Linked DNA regions of Mus musculus: all the other regions are linked to region 2. A link is a contact called in public Hi-C and promoter capture Hi-C data. All regions are on one chromosome and are shown on one strand. Each heading gives the region's core, a stretch centred on a gene start, on an enhancer-like site or on the middle of the called end of the contact. The rest is flanking DNA. Distances are from core to core; before and after follow the strand shown. Region 1 holds the start of Micu1 (mitochondrial calcium uptake 1). Region 2 overlaps Gm40672 (a long non-coding RNA gene). Region 3 holds the start of Mcu (mitochondrial calcium uniporter).

What was found. Promoter capture Hi-C pulls out the DNA fragments that hold promoters and counts their contacts. Hi-C and Micro-C count contacts between places; a contact is called where the count stands out from the background.
Region 1: a Hi-C map of pre-megakaryocyte-erythroid progenitors shows a contact between it and region 2, with 2.6 times the contacts expected there. The contact joins the promoter of Micu1 here to the enhancer-like site in region 2. A contact is called at or near these places in 5 of 39 promoter capture datasets (the 3T3-L1 cell line, 3T3-L1-derived adipocytes, the HPC-7 cell line and 2 more), 1 of 15 datasets of contacts at CTCF or cohesin (the NIH/3T3 cell line), 7 of 484 Hi-C or Micro-C datasets (the C2C12 cell line, the G1E-ER4 cell line, cortical neurons and 4 more), 5 of 115 datasets of contacts at active chromatin or transcription factors (the HPC-7 cell line, embryonic stem cells, intestinal villus epithelium and 1 more) and 2 of 9 other capture datasets (adipose tissue and pancreatic islet).
Region 3: a promoter capture Hi-C map of hippocampal neurons shows a contact between it and region 2, with 2.2 times the contacts expected there. The contact joins the promoter of Mcu here to the enhancer-like site in region 2. A contact is called at or near these places in 2 of 39 promoter capture datasets (3T3-L1-derived adipocytes and hippocampal neurons), 1 of 15 datasets of contacts at CTCF or cohesin (the NIH/3T3 cell line), 4 of 484 Hi-C or Micro-C datasets (cerebellar granule neurons, embryonic stem cells, forebrain and 1 more), 5 of 115 datasets of contacts at active chromatin or transcription factors (embryonic stem cells, intestinal crypt epithelium, intestinal villus epithelium and 1 more) and 1 of 9 other capture datasets (adipose tissue).

The regions. Positions count from the first base shown.
Region 1 is chr10:59,700,992-59,704,669 of GRCm38.p6, reverse strand. It overlaps Micu1 (mitochondrial calcium uptake 1), which reads right to left and starts at 2,107. Exons shown (of 12, transcript NM_144822.3): 1 at 1,983-2,107.
Region 2 is chr10:59,664,291-59,667,653 of GRCm38.p6, reverse strand. Gm40672 (a long non-coding RNA gene) reads left to right here. Exons shown (of 3, transcript XR_871746.1): 3 at 2,936-3,100. Among named protein-coding and RNA genes, the nearest start is that of Gm40672, 21 kb to the left of the region's middle. Within about 2 kb of position 1,548, at least 29 of the 459 cell types and tissues checked have an H3K27ac peak or open chromatin away from gene starts, as enhancers often do. A contact at or near this core is called in the HPC-7 cell line, granulocyte-monocyte progenitors, hippocampal neurons and 1 more, where this site is marked.
Region 3 is chr10:59,614,657-59,618,075 of GRCm38.p6, reverse strand. It overlaps Mcu (mitochondrial calcium uniporter), which reads left to right and starts at 1,384. Exons shown (of 8, transcript NM_001033259.4): 1 at 1,384-1,552. The coding sequence starts at 1,406.

The DNA of each region.
Region 1 (3,678 bases), core at 858-3,357, 36 kb before region 2:
ATATATGTTGTATGTATATATGTTGTGTGTATGTGTGTGTATATGTATGTGTGTATATATATGTGTGTGTGTATATACATACATATAATATACATACATATATATGGCTTTACTGCCAGCCTGGTGGCACATGCCTATAATCCCAGCACTCAGGAGCCTGAGGCAGAAGACTGCCATTAAATATTCAGCCAACTGTGGGGGTTGGCGGGGAGAGCATCATTAATTACTTGAGTCTTTAAAATGACTACAAAGGTCTAAAGTAGTTGTTCAGTTAAATATAACGGTTATAATTATTTCATGTGATATTCAATTACATGAGGAATTATGTATTATTAGTTTTTTTTTCCTCTAAGCATAAGAAAGCAAGTTACAGAGCCTGAGGCAGGGTGTTTATACCTAGGAGTTCAAGGCCAGCTTGGGCAACACAGTGAAACACTGTATCAATAGATGGGTGGATGGACAGACAGACGGACAGATGGATGGATGGATTTACTGAATACAGTAACCACTCCATGAAACTATAATAAAGGCAGTGATGCTCTTGCTTTTACCAGAATTGGCTTTATCATTGGCTCCTATCATTCTCTCCAGGCACACCAGCCATTCCAGAATCTTCACTTTCTGCTAATATTATTTTGAATGTTATGACCCCTGTGCGGATACTTAGGTGTTGATGACTCTTTCTTGGCATCAGTAGGTAGCCAGGGTGATGTCTTTAAGCAAAACAGAATCAAAGATTGATGAGAAGTGGGGACCGAACCCATTGAAGTCTGTAAGGTCTGGGCAGGCCTGTAATCCCACCCACCATTCAGTTGGCAGAGACAGAAAGATTCAGACTTTAAGGCCAAACCTAGTGATGGGGGTGGGGAACCTACCTCAAAAAAAAAAAACAGAACAAAAAAGAATTCAAACAAAACAAAGTAACTGGTGGCCAGAACATCTTCCCGGATAAGTGGCATTCTAAACTCTTTAGGATAAGATTCTAAACAAGCATCACATTGTCCACACCGGCAAACATTCAGGATGGTCGAGTCCGCCAACTGTTTGTTATGTCTCAAAGGCTGACAATCAGTGAAACCTAAACTCCCCAACAGATGTGTTTCATCTCCAGCACACACTCCTTTCTAATGCTGTTAAATCACCTCCCTGTCTGACCCTACTGACTGCTTTAAAGTAAACAGAGGTTTATTAAGGGAGTCATCCCAGAAGTGGATCAAAACATGTATTTATAAACAAGCGGGAAAAAAATAGGTCTTTCCAAAATGTCTCAGGAAGAAAATTATTTAATCTTAATTATTTATTTACATGCACAAATATTTGCACTTCAAGCACCTGAAAGGGACTGTAGACAAAACCTCGGATTTATAAAGGTGACAACTTATTATAAAACACAGTCCGCCTTAAACTCTTCTTCTAGCATCCCACATAATCAGTAATACCTGGCTCATTCTCGAAACATCGTGTGGGTAGCCCCGACTGGGACTGGGCACAGACAGAGAAAGGGAGAATGAGAACGCGAAGTTGCTGGTGAGGATAAAAAACGGAACAGTCCGAGAAGTCTGCAGTTTGTTTTGCTTTTCTAAAAGGCCAATGATCCCCCCGCCCCATCTTCTCTATCCCCAATACATGTATTTATCTATCTTTCTGTCACAGCTCTAAACTCCTCCATCTACTTCTGACCACATCCACGAATTCCGGGAGAACTAGTGTGTCCTGGCCGCAGGTGGAGAGGATGCACTCTGAGGCTAGAAGCCGGGCACTACAAGTTCTCCCTGACAGGGATAAGGGGTGATAGGGTGAAGGGAGCGGAGGACCGAGAGTCCCCTCAGCATATCACCAACAGCATCACCAAGACAGCAGCAGTCCCTGGCGGACCTGAAAAGTGGCCGGATCTCAGAGCCACACGAAAGGCTCGTCCCCAAAATGCGCCGACTTCCCCTCCCCTAAACTCGCCTCCAGGCGATCAGATTCCTCACACTCACCCGTCCGCGCTCCAGCTTTAGCAGCAACTCGGAGAATGCCGCCCACCTCTGACAACCATAGAGACGCAAATGCCGGGGAGCCCCGCTCTGCGTCCTCCGCCCACTCTCACGTGACTCCCTTAGCCGCTGGGCCTGCCGGGATCTTGATGAAACGTAGCAGGGAGGAACCGAGTTGGGGAAAATGGGGCGGGGCGGAGAGGCAACCCCGCCCTTCTCTGGGGCCCGCCCACACTTCGGATCCCGCCCCGAGTCAAGACTCCGCCCTCGCCTGGGGGCCCGCCCTGTCCTCAGCCCCGCCCACACGTCGGTGCCACGCCCTCGCTGTTTAGGCGGGAATGCCGGCAGATTTGCAAAATCCCTCCTGCATTCCATTGCTGATTTTGTTTCTCTGCTGTCAAAGTCCACCTCTCCTGTGCCTCTTTCTAGTTAAACCCTGCTCTTCCGTAAGTGGGAAATTGATAACGAGGTTCTTCCCACCAGTCTAGAGGCTCACACTGGTTTTATTTTAGGAACATCTTTTATTTATTCTTTGACAGTTTCGTAAGATATAATGTATCTTAATCTTATCCACCTCCAGTTCTCCACGTTCACTCCTTCCAGGAAGTCCCCGCTAGTCTCCCAACACTTGGAACTTAGAGGCTAGTGTGGTTTACTTAGACCTGTGTCAAATTATGAAACAGAGGAGCTCAGCAGGTAAGGGCTCTTACTACCAAACCAGATAACCCGTATTTGAGTCCCAGGACACTTATGGTGGAAGGAGAGAACTGACTGATGCAAGTTGTCTCCTAACCTTCAGAACCATGCTGCGGAACACACATACCTGCATGCATACATACATACATACATACATACATACATACATACATGAAAAAAGGGAAGGAGAAAAGAGCGAATAAAAGTCTTCTCTTGGGACACACATCTTGTTATCTCTGAAACTTGTAAATTTCACATTGCATCGTAAATACCATAGAACACTTTGGAGGCTCACGGGATAAATTAACTCTTTATTTGAATAAGGAAAAGAGAAAAAAAATCATCAATATATAAATTGTTGAATAAAATTTTCAGCCAGATGTGGTGGCATAGAACTGTAATCCCAGAATCTGAGAGATAGAGGCAGTAGGATCAGGAGTTCAAAGCCATACTTAGTTACATAGTGAGTTTGAGGCTAGTGTGGGCTCTATAAGATCCTGTCTGAAAAACCAAGCCAAACATAAAAATCCATCAAGATCAAGGAAGACAATGATTAAGTTGGGCATGTTGGTATATGACTATAACCCCTGTAGAGACGGAGGCAGGAGGATCAGGAATTGTCTTTAGGTTGTCCTCAGCTACATAAATAGCAAATTTTTCCCTTACCTCCATCCATGTACCATAGCAAATGTGTCACCCCACACACATACTCACACACATAATAATATGTAAATAAATATAAGAAGAAATATCCAGGTATCCCTCCCCTGCCCCACACCAGTAGTTCCCATGCCATGTTGATAATCAAATGCCTCACACTTAACTGGAGAGATTTTTGGTTTAGGTTTTTATTTGAGACAGTTCTTTTTATATAGGCTAGGGTACCCATGCTGTTCTCAAACTCATGGTAATCCTCCTGCCTTGGCCTCCAAAGTGCAGGGGTTGTGGGCATGCACTACTATGCCTGGCTCAGGGTAAAATAACACAGATTCCTGGATCCTAA
Region 2 (3,363 bases), core at 299-2,798:
ACCAGCCTGTACATTTTACCTCGGTTGCTGATTTGCATTCTGATTTCCTCCTTGAGGAATGGAATCCTAGCTTGAGCCCTGGCCTGGGGTGTCTGACGGGAGGGCATGCTGTTTAGTCAGGCACTTGGCACTCCCTTCTCCCTGGGAACAGGTCCAACCTTTGTATCCCCAAGTGAAGGCTGGGTTTTACTTCCTCTTAGCAGAACCTAAACCAGACTTCACCTCACTTGCCTCAAAAGGTTGAGTCAGGGGGATTGTAGATTGAAGACCAGACTCAAATATAGAGATAGTGAAACTCTATCTCAAAAAAAAAAAAAAAATCCAAAACAACAGACACCTGGAGTGGTCACATATGCCTGTAATTCCCACACTCAAGAGGCTAAGACAAGAGAATTAGACATTTGAGGACTGAGCCTACACAGCAAGAACTTGCCTCACAAAATAAAACAAGCATACAAAACCAAAATAACCTAGCAAACTCCTACTATTCTTATTTAATTGAGTCAGCTTGGCAAACAGGCCTTCTATGGGGTAACAAATTTTAAAAGAACAGTGGTTCACATCTGTAATCTCAGCACTCAGAGGAGAAGGCAGAGAGAGGGACTTAGAATTCAAGGCTGGGCTATACTGCATAACAAGTTCCAGGCCAGACTAAAAAACCAAACCAAACCAAAACCAAAAGGAAGGAGACCGGTAAGGTTGCTTAGCAGGTGAGAAACACACAGACTGCCAAGCCAGACAACCCGAGTTTGATCCCAGAACCTGTGTGCTGGAAGGAAGGAAGAGATGCCCACAAATCGTTTTCTGATCTCTCTGTGCACATTGGGCATACATGTGTAAGAATGTACACTCTCATGCTTATCATGGAACACATATGCATATACATACATACACATATGCACATGCACACTGTGGCACACATTTATGTGCACACATATACATGGTGACACACGTGTGTGCACATACTTACACATGTGAACACACATGTGCACCATGACACACATACTCACACACTCATGAACACTGTGCCACACATGCATGTACCCATGTGTGCATGCACACACACACACACACACACACACACACACACACACACTGTAAAACAAAACAAACCCAAACCCCCAAATCCTGCTGTTTATTAGTAGTCATTTCCTAGTAAAATAGGAAAAAAAAAAGTGATTTTTTTTTTTAGAAAGGCATGCCGTGGAGGTTAGATTTGAGAGTGTGCCAGCTTTGTTACAGAGTCCCATGCTTGATCCCCACACTAGATTCCACATTAGTACCAGCCATTTAAAATGGAACACTATGATCTGGACTGAGGCTTCCCTCATTGGGCGTGGCCCTGCTGGTGGTCAGGTGGCTGTGAGCAGTGGCCATTGTCCTTCTCAAGACTGGCCATATATATGTGTAAGCTCTCCCTTCAGACCTGGGGTAGTGGCAACAGCTTTTCATGTGTGGAGCCCCGAACTGCTTCCCCATCATTTGTGGTTCCCCTGCAGCTTATAAATGGTCTCTCCTCAAGTTATCCTATTTTGAGTGAGCCATCTGTTTCCTGTCGGTATCCTTGACTAATACGACAGTTACTATGTACGAATGCTGAGCTCCAGTCAGCAAAGACAATAGCAATGCCTCCTTTGTGGGGAATCACATATCAGCCAGCTTCTGATTACCTTGGGGTCAGGTCTGTCAAGCTGCCTGAGTATGTGTGTCTTTCTGGTTGTCATTACTTACAATAAAGGGAAGCACGTGTGCCTGCAAGTGTGCATGTGTACCCTTGCTGTGACTAGGAGCCGAGGAAACCCTTGGAGCGGGAACCGTTGTAGATGTCCCCAGCTTTCTCACGCTTTGCTTTCATTTCTTCAGCTAATTTGTATTAAGAGCCTAAGTCTATCTGCACAGCCATTGAGGACTGCAGCACAGTTCACACTAGCTGAATTAGGGAACTCACCCATGTGCCCAGCAGCAGAGGGATGGAGAAAGTGTGCGGTGTATACGTAATGGATATTTCCATCCATAAAAAGTAAAGTTATGACATTTGCAAGAAAATAAATGAAAGTAGAGATAGACATGAAGTGACGTCAGTGTCAGAAGACAAATAATGAACGTTTTCTCTCATTTGTGGGGCCTAGGCTTTATAGATACATACAACTACGTGCACACACACACACACACACACACACAACGATACAGAGAGACAGAAAGACAGAAAGAGAGAGAGAGAGAGACAGACACACAGACAGAGATTGATACACAGAGACAGAAAGGGAGAGAGACACAGAGAGAGACAGACACAGTGACATATAGACACACAGAGAGAGAGAGAGAGAGAGAGAGAGAGAGAGAGAGAGAGAGAGAGAGAACAGGTAGGCACACAGACAGACAGAGACACAAACAGAGAGACAGAAAGAAAGAGGCAGAGACAGACTGACAGACAGACAGATAGAACATGAAAATAGAAACAAACCCCTAATAAACAAAAGGACTAGAGGGAGGAGGAAAAGGGATAAGGGGAAAGGCAGTCAGGGGAGGAATATTTTCTAAGTATACAGTATATGTGTGTGGTCATGGCCTTAAATAACCTAGTCTAACATAAATTTTTACAAAGGGAAAAGTACCCAGGAGCTGAAGATATATTAGCTCCCTATGGCTATGTTCTAGGCGTGGTATTATGTCCTGGCAGGGGGCAGGGAGAGGCTGATGCACAGACTTGATGGACAGGACCAGTTGCTCATAAACAATCCCACAGAACTTAAGAAGGCTTTTACTGAGGTTTCTTTTGTTTTGTTTTGTTGAGAAGGGCCATGAGAACACTGGGAAGAAGTTATTAACTAATATAACAAACATAAAATCATCAGCCAGGTATAACGAAATACTGTTCCAACAGAATGATTAGATGATAGGCATATAACTGCCTCCTATGTGTCCTTTCCTGCAGGGCCTCCTGGAGGGATACATCCACCCACGAATGAGCTAAGCCAGGAAGCAGAGTTACAGGGAATGGGAGCTATAACCCAGAGGGAATGTGAAGAGACTCTCCAGCAAGCCCATGAGGACACAACCAGCAAGAGCCAGCAAGAACCAAACAGAAACCATGGAGGGTTCCAAAGGAAATGCCATTAGAAGGCTTGTGTCACAGTGCAGTGCTTGCCTAAGAAGTATCCCTGGAAGATTAAAAATAGGCAAGCAGTAACGTAATGGACAGAGAAGCCAGGTCAGGTAAAACCAAAACAAAACCTAAGGAAATTTCAATAAAATATGAGCTGTAGTTAGTCACAATGTGCCAGCATGGGGTCACCAGTTACAGTAAATATAATGCATGTTACTCGCCAGGGAGCCTGGATATGGAGTAGATGAGGGTACTCT
Region 3 (3,419 bases), core at 135-2,634, 49 kb after region 2:
ACTTAGTTTCTTGTGTAGTGGTTCTCAACCCTCCTAATGTTGTGACCCCTTAATACATTTCCTCATACTGTGGTGACCTTAAACCATAACACTGTTTTTGTTGCTATCTCATATCTGTAATTTTACCACTGCTTTGAATCATAATGTAAATACCTGTGTTTTAGGATAGCCTTGGGAAACTCTTGTGAAAAAAACTTTTGACGCAAAGGGTCGCGACCCATCGGTTGAGAAACCTTGTCCTGTGGCAAGTCGTGTTTTCAAGAGAAAGTTGAGTGAGGTCAGTCCAAGCCAGGCATGATGGTTCATGCTTGTGATCATAGCACTCAGGAGGCTGAGGCAGGACGATCATAAGTTCAAGGCTAGCCTCAGGATGTAGTATGACTTAATCTCAACAAAAATCCGAAGTACTACAACAAAACAACAACAACAACAAAAAGGGTAATTCTACGCTGGGTGTGATGGTCCATACCTATAACCCCCAGCACTGGGGATGGTGAGGTTGGAGGTGAGTTTGAGGTCATCCTGGGCTACATAGAGCATTGCCGGTCAGGCTGGGCAACATAATGACAGTCCCCCGTATCCCCGACCCCCCCGCAAAAAAAAGTTATTCTCAACTGTGTTCTACTTGCTATCTTAGCAAAATTATGAAACTTGGTTCATCTTTACATGGCTTTATTACATTGCTGGCGTCTTCTGTTTTTGTAGTTTATTTTAAAAGGGAGACCAAGGTCAAACATGGTAACGAACAGTGTTGCTTTTAGAGAGGAATGCGGATCTAAGGGTGCTGGGGAAAAGAATCAGATGTTTCAATTGTGTAGCGTTCTGTTCATTCAGCCCAATGGCAGGTACTCATCCTGGGAGTTTGAAGCTACAACCATTCTACCTAATACCATGCTACACAGCACTGCCATTGGATAACTTTACAATTCAGGGTTAGTCTCGGCACATCCAAATGCTATCTGTTATGGATGCTAACTTTAGACATGCGGTCGAGAGTTGTAGCCAACCTCCTTAAAATGACCAGTTGGGTGCTTAGGCAGACAACTTAGAACACTCAGAACTCAACTCGGAACAAGCTCTGCACAGGTATCTATTTCCCCTAGCTCTCTTATCAAGTCACTTGGTAAAGATTAGCCAAATCGAACGGGCAATCCCTTACTGCTCCATTCCCAGAGGCTCGAACGCCAGAGACCGGTCCCCTAGAATTTGCCCGTAAGGTAACTCTGGAAGTGACAGACAGCCCGAAGCCGGGATTCTCCCGCCTTTTGATTGGACTTTGCAGGAAGCCCCGCCTCAGAGGCTTGACTCAGGACTGCAATTGGCCTAGTGAGGCTGAGTGGCGGGTCTTGGCCACGCCCCTGCCGTCCGCTGCGCTGCCTGGGCCAGCGCCGTTTCCAGTTGAGAGATGGCGGCCGCCGCAGGTAGATCGCTCCTGCTGCTGCTCTGCTCCCGGGGCGGCGGCGGGGGCGCCGGCGGCTGCGGAGCGCTGACTGCCGGCTGCTTTCCCGGGCTGGGCGTCAGCCGCCACCGGCCGCACCAGCAGCACCGGACGGTGAGCGAGCGCGGCTCCGGGGAGGGCGGGGCGGCGTGGGGAGCCGCGGGCAGGCCGGGGCGCCCGGCGACTTCCCTCAACTCGCGGCCGCCCCGGGGTGGCGGGCCACCGAGCCGCCGTGTCCTTCAGCGCCTGCGGCGGCGGCGGAGAAGGCAGGGCGGGCGGGAGGCAGGAGAGGAGGAGGAGGGGCGACAGCAGGGATGTTCCCGCAGGACTGGGGACGCCAGGGCGGGGAAGGCACGGGACTTGAACCTCTCCCTGACCCGCCTCCGGGCTCGGTCCCTCCTTCCGTCGTTTCTGACAGCTTTGCTCCAATGCTCCCGAACTGAGCCCGGTGCAAGTTGTCCCCTTCTCACCTCCTCTGGGCGGGTTGGAGCGTCCGGAGTTGCCGCGGTTGCCGGTGTGTCAGGAGAGTGGCAGTGCCATGCTGCTGGGAACTGTCCCCGGAGAGCACCCCGGGACCCCAGGAGGCTGCTGCCTCGCCCTCTCCCGGCCCCCTAGGAACACGCAGGGAGGAAAATCAAACTTTATCCTTCTCTGATCAGGTCCCCTGCCTGTGCGTGTTCTGCTTCCTCGAGGTGGATGCTGCATTGCTTCAGGAGGCAAACACCATCCCCTCGGGTTCTTAAAGATCCCGGTGGTCCCTTCCGAGGGTTGTGCACGCGTGCCCAAAGGAAGGGCAGCAGGCACAAGAGAGGCGGCATGGCAAGTTGTTCACAGAGGGAGAGATTTAGTGATTCCATTAATCAGTTCTTGCCGGGTTTCATTGCTTGGCAAAGAAGGAATTCTGTCAGTAGCCCAGGGGCGTGTGTATGTGTAGTGTTGGCGGTATGGTACCTGAGCTTGGCATGGAGTTCTTGACCTAACAGGTCAGCAGGTTCCCTTCCTTTGGACTTTCGAGGCCCATATGTGTTGGTCTCTGGCCAACTCTTGAGAGAACAAGTGTAGGTTTAATTTCATAAGGTGAACTTGTGTAGTGTGATGAGAAGGCTCACTGCAGCTGGCCCAATAGAGAAGGTGCTGCCTTCAGCCCGTGCATCATGATCTGTCTTGTTCTGTTTCCCTGTCTCCTAAGAGGAAAGGACTAGAGCTTTGCAGAGAGGATAGCCCTAGACCTGTGGTAGCATAAAATTGTGGGAACGCACTATGAAAAGAACCGAGGCGCTGAGAATACAAGATAGTATTGCTATTATTAGTGGTAGTGATGGACCTGAGCTTCCTTCTTGTGAGAAGATTGTACTTTTTCATATTTGGCATACTGACATTGCTTTGCTAAAGCTTTTGGGTGAGAGCCGAGTTTTTCTATAGTTCAATTCTGATTTGCATGTATGATAGCCTCCAGTTATGTTCTCTGAAAGACATACAGGCCACCCCCAAAATGTGATGGCAGTCTTTTCCCTCTGAACTATTGGAAAATTTCCCGAGCTATCTTTGTTTTCCAATGAAGCATCCTCCGATTTTGCAGTTTGTTCTTAATACTGTTTGGGTGTGGTATTCAAGTGGTGTTTGAAAATGTGTGCCTCAGATGCACCGGTCTCTGTGTGTGTCTTCCTTGTAGAGCTACTTCAGACAATATTCTTCTGTGCTATTCTGGGGTGGGTAAAAGTGATGAACTGAATCTGTAACTGAAAGCACAATTAAAAATGAAGTGTTATTTTTGAAGGGCAGAAGTGTTGTCATGGAAATGGTGACTTGTAAATGAACTTAGGAGTCCAAGGTTTGAAAAGAGGTGAACGTGCTTGTTTCAACACGTAGAAGCAGATTCTGAATTTCTGTTCCAGTTGCTCTAAAGCCATCATGAAGGTACCCCCATCCGATTTTCTATGATTCTTCATGTGGCATTCCGTTTGAAAGATGCCTCTTACGG